Linked DNA regions of Ovis aries: region 1 is linked to region 2. The links are chromatin contacts, called in public Hi-C maps. All regions are on one chromosome and are shown on one strand. The core of a region is the stretch at or near the end of the contact, and the rest is flanking DNA. Distances in the headings are between cores, read along the strand shown.

Evidence for each region. Hi-C and Micro-C count contacts between places; a contact is called where the count stands out from the background.
Region 1: a Hi-C map of hypothalamus shows a contact between it and region 2, with 5 times the contacts expected there. The contact joins two enhancer-like sites. A contact is called at or near these places in 3 of 16 Hi-C or Micro-C datasets (hypothalamus, skin fibroblasts and tail adipose tissue).

What each region holds. Positions count from the first base shown.
Region 1 is chr22:30,394,482-30,397,181 of ARS-UI_Ramb_v3.0, reverse strand. MXI1 (MAX interactor 1, dimerization protein) reads right to left here. Exons shown (of 6, transcript XM_027960481.3): 4 at 1,671-1,785; 5 at 880-1,051. Among named protein-coding and RNA genes, the nearest start is that of SMNDC1, 25 kb to the left of the region's middle. Within about 2 kb of position 1,406, at least 12 of the 54 cell types and tissues checked have an H3K27ac peak or open chromatin away from gene starts, as enhancers often do. A contact at or near this core is called in hypothalamus, where this site is marked.
Region 2 is chr22:29,991,007-29,993,706 of ARS-UI_Ramb_v3.0, reverse strand. XPNPEP1 (X-prolyl aminopeptidase 1) reads left to right here. Exons shown (of 21, transcript XM_042238891.2): 9 at 1,458-1,539. Among named protein-coding and RNA genes, the nearest start is that of XPNPEP1, 31 kb to the left of the region's middle. Within about 2 kb of position 1,301, at least 26 of the 54 cell types and tissues checked have an H3K27ac peak or open chromatin away from gene starts, as enhancers often do. A contact at or near this core is called in hypothalamus, where this site is marked.

The sequences.
Region 1 (2,700 bases), core at 157-2,656, 400 kb before region 2:
CCTCTGGGATCTTTTATTGTGGTGTGAGGCCTGATGTGGTGGGAGCTGTAGATGAACAGATGAGTAAAATCCAAACAATTACAATTTCTTTTCTGGTTGTTTTTTGTTCTTTAATTCTGCCAAAGACAAATGTTCTAGGACAGATGTTACGAGAAATGGAGGGTGTGTTACTTTAAAATACAGATACAAAAATTAACATCACCAGTAATAAAACATATCAACATCATGTATCTTCCTGATACAATGAACTAAGAAGGGCACAACATCACTTCTGTGGCATTTCTTCCCTCAAATGTGTAACACCTCAGTCTAATAGAAAACATCAGATAAACCCAAGTTGAGGAACACTAAAATAACTGACCAATATTCTTCAAATGTGTCATGGTCACGAAAGAAAGACTGAAGAAATATTTCTAAGGCAATGGAGATCTTACACTGGATCCTGGATTAGACACAGAACATTATTAGGAACAGTAGTGAAATCTGAATAAGGTTAATAGGTTAATAATATTATATGAATGTTAATTTCTTGGTTTCAATAGCTGTATTATGGTTACATAAGATATTAACATTAGAGGAACCTGGGTGAAGGGTATATGAGAACTCAACAATTTTCTACAGAAAACTTACAACTTTAAAATTTTTTCAAAGTGGAATATTTGAGATATATATGTGTGTGTATATATATATAAATCAAGAAAAAATGTTCTATAGTTCACACAGGCATTGCTAGACAATGTTGTGACTGCATAAAATCTAGAATGCCACATACAGTGTTGGTGTAGAAGAAGGAAGCAAACACAATGCCACCCATCCTACCCTCTAAATTCAGAGACAGGGATGCTTTGTGTTTCATTAGGGAAGAAGCTCACTGCCTACCTCGCTCTGAATCAGAACGATCTGAAGAAATAGTTGATCCAATGCTGTCCATTCGTATTCGTTCCATCTCTTGAGGACCCTGCAGCTGTTCCAGTCGCCGCTTTAAAAATCTCTGTTCTCGTTCCAAGTTCTCTAGCTGGTGCTGGCTCTTCCTTTCAGCTTCTTCAAGTTTCTGAAATGATACAGTGATATTTAAGTTTGTGTGTTGTACAGTACAAACAGTAAGATTAATTCCTCCCTAACATGGTAGCAGATTTCTTTGTTGACAGAGAAAACATGAATGACTATAAGTATATGTGTGTGTATAAAAACATACATAAATATGTATTTTTAAACATCAAAAATAGTTTTTTCTTCACTGTGTGTGTGTGTGTGTATAATGAATGCTACATTACTAGAACAATATGGAATTTTCAAAGTCTGTCAAGTTATTGCCATAAAAGAGAAACCAGCTCTGCAGTATAGTTTGATGGAAAAACACTGAGGGACACACAGCCAAATGAAGTCATCTCCACCAGGGGGCACAACTGCCTGCCTTTGGGTATCAGCAGAGTAATTGTTATTTTCCTAGTATTCCCAGCTCTTCAAATGGCCATGCTGTCAAAACAATTTAGCGTAATCAGGTTATGTTGCTCCTATCAGATTAGCATTAAATTTTCAGAAAATTTCTCTTGAGGTCAGTCATTAAAGGAGAGTATTGTGAGCTAGCTGATATATGTGGACAGAAATCACTACTAAAAAGACAGCAGGACTGAGACAGTCATGTGAAAATATAAAAAAAAAATTCCTACCTTGATGTGTGCTTTGGCTTTGTTGAGCAAACCAAGTGTTGTGTGCCTGGTGCAATCTGGTCCTAGTGGAATAAGAACTTTTAAGCGTTCTAAACACAGGCGAAGATGAGCTCGTCTAAGAAAGACAAAGATAAGTCAAATCAGCAGTCTGAATATTCCACTAAAAACACCTTAAAGTCTATTTTAAGACAAATAAGAACTTGCACATTATTCAGTTTCAAAAAAGTATCTGCATGCAAGTGCAGGCGTGCCTACTGGCTTTCAGTTTTCTGCTACTTTCGTTGTACGCTGCAGACATCGGTCACTTCAGATTATTATCCCCAATGGTAATCTCTGTCACAGGTGATTTAATTTTAACCAGTCCCATAAACTTTCTCAACTGTATTAATGTAGAAGTAGGAAAACACTGGGCAACTGTATTTAATTTTGAATGTATAAAACCAAAGGCTAGGTTAGAGGTTTTCAGCTTCACTACTCGAAAAGGCTCATGAATTTCCATTTCCTCCCTTCCACCTTTCATTCACACACACACACACACACACACACACACACACACACACACACACTCCTCTCCACAACTGCAGCCATCCTACAGTGTTTGTATTATTATGCATTAGTTTAAACCATATAAAATTTCTGATACTAAGCCATTTCTCACATAAAAATGACAACTTCATATGATCCAACACTACAAAAACAGCAAAATTCTGTGGCCAGTGAGCACAGGGTGAGACAAAATACATGGCTCTACGGTCAATTCCAGACACTGAGTCAACGACCTATAAAATAGTCCCCTGCTTCCTACTATCTAAGTGTATCAGCTGTCACTAGCTTTTCCTTTTTATTTCTCTGTCTCCCTCTCCCCTCTCATACTACCCACCTCCAATATTCTACACCTGGAAAAAAGCCAGGTGACAGAATTCTTCACCAAAAGTCACTGTGTTCTTTAACACACTCATCCTGTGGGCAGGTTAGGGAAATGTTTCCTGTATATGCTAGCAGAGAGCCTCATGAATTTACATTCCATGTA
Region 2 (2,700 bases), core at 52-2,551:
CACTAGAGAAAGATGGCATACTGCACAATCTCTAATGCGTAGCCCTCAAACTTTGTTACATGTATCAGTGATTTATATCCCTGATTAACTTAACAACATCAACATCAGAGAAAATAACATATGAAGCTAATCTCTCCTCTTGATTATTTAAATATCCCCTGTTTTCATTGTGGAAAATCTGGGAAGTGCAGAGCAAGTAGAAAAAAAAAAGTCACCTATAATCTTCTTGCACAGAATCAGTTAACATTTCTGTGCATATATAATTTTGTAACTTGGTTTTTTCCACTGTATTTACTCTAAGCATATATAAACATGATTTTAAGTGAATATTAAATATCCCATCATATGGTTATAGTACAATTTACTTAACCATTCCTCTCAGGATGACCTTTGAGTTATTTCTGCATTTTCTCATGATTGTATTACAGGACTGCCATCAAAGTCTTGGTGCATCACAATCTGTGTCTTAGTTTCTGATAATTTTCTTTGAGCTTTTGGTTGACTTTGGAGGTGGTGTTATGGGCTGGAGGGTGTGTGCATGGTAGGGCCTTTGATCTTATGCCATGTACCTGCCAGAGAGGTTGCACAGCATGAATACACCCCTCTTGCTACACTCTCACCGACCCCAGGTACTATCATTTAAAAAGAATGCTAGTTGGGTTTGATGGGTAAAACATATTGCCTCCATGCTGTACTTGAAGAAGCCGTGGTTTTAAAATAGCGGCAGTGCGTTTGATACCAGGGTCTTTTTTGCACTCTGATTCTCAGGAGAGCAAGTGTTAGGCTGCGGGAGGCCCCGGGATGAGAGCTGTGCTCAGCACCGGTCCCTCTAATTTCTCCAGCGCGCAGTGACCTCGCCAGGGCCCTGACTCTGGCCATGCAGGTCCTCCACCCAGCCGTGGCTCCGGGTGGGCCGCCGGCTCGGGTTTCATTCATGGGCCCAGAGCCCCACTGACTCACTGCTTTTGTTCCTCTGCTGGGAAGCTCCGCCTCCCCGGGGCTCCTGACCCTTACACAGAGGGCCTCATCTGGCCTCCCTGGTGGGTGGGTCTCCGTTTTTCTACCCTCAGTCTCTTGCCTCAGAAGGGACCGAGTGCTTGGCTCCCGCCCTTGTACTTGGGAGTGCCAGAGGTTTTTCTGCGGCAAGGCCAGGCCTGGCGGGTCACCGCCGGGTGGACCATTTCAACTCTTTGTCTGGAGGGCAATTCTTACTAATAACTCTTTCCATTCCCTTCCCGGGATGGTGATGTGGCAGCGAAAGACACAGTTCTGGTGCCCTCATTTGGTGGATATGCGCAACTGCAGCTCAGAGGCGAGACAGGGAAGGGAGGCTCCAGGCCTCTCTGAGAGGTCTAGCCGGCCCTTCCCGGCCAGTGGAAGCGCTCTCTGCATCCTCCCAGCTGCCCCTTAACTCGCAGTCGGGCGGGTGACAGGAATTTTTTTTTTTTTTTTTCCAGGGCTATTCAATCTCCGAGGATCAGATGTAGAGCACAATCCTGTATTTTTCTCCTATGCAATCTTAGGACTAGAGACGATCATGTGAGTGTTGGCCCCGAACCTGAAGTCTTCCCCACAGCTCCTTGGAGCCCCAGTCCACCACCCTGGCCCGGGCCCACTGGTCTCGGCCTGATTTGCACCAGGGTCGTGCTTTTCTCCTGCCCTTTCCTGCCTCCCCTTCCCTTCTGCCTTCCTTAACAATAGTTATTAATTTATATCCTGCCTCTCTTATAATCCTGAAAATTATTGGTGGTACTAGAAGATAAAAAAATTAGTGTCAAGGACATCAGAACAAAACCAGAGAGAGTAAGCTTAGTTCACAGAATCCCTGCTGCAAAGACTTGTTTAGGCCGCACATTGGACTCCTCACAGCCAAGGCAGAGAGGGATATGGGCTTTGTTATACACAGTCCTGGGTCCACAATGCAAATAGACCCCATCATTCAGAAAGTCAGAAGTGATGCAGGAAAAACCCCTGAGTCGTGCCTTGTTGAATTATCTTTTAAACTGCTGCTTGCAGCCTTCTTGCCATTGCTTTTCTTGTTTGAGTGGCTTTCCGCATTCAGATATGTTTATTGAGTGCCTATTATGTGCTAGAGTCTCCACTAGGTGTTGGGGTGAATGAGGCAGACAGGGTCCTGGGTTAGAGTTGGGGATTCCGATGCATAGTTGGCACTCACTTGTCACTGGGGCAGGTATGGATGTTATTGGAGGGGCCTGACCTGATCAGAGGAGACAGTAATATTGAGACAGAGATTCAGGGTGCTTGGGAGTTAGCTTGGTGAGTAGGGAATGAGGAGGAAGAGAAACAGGTGATCTAATCTGGGGAGCAGCATTCTCAGAGACTTTGGGCAGGAGAGAGTGCAGTGCAGGTGAAGGACCCAGAGTGGTCCAGTGTGGTTGAAACCTGGAGTGGGAGACCGGCAGGTATTCAGGGCCACATAAGCAAGGCCTTGTGAGTCAGGTTCAGGAGCTTGGGCCCTTGTCCTGAGGATGCTGTGAGTTTCCACAGGGAACCACATGGTCAGGCTTGTAAATCATAGAGAATTTATGATTGGAGTGAAATTACGGGGTAGATTATGATAGAGAATTTATGATTGGAGTGAAATTATGGGGTGGATTATGATTATTGAAAAATAGAGTGGATAGGGAAGACTTGGAGAAGGTGATGGCATCCCACTCCAGTACTCTTGCCTGGAAAATC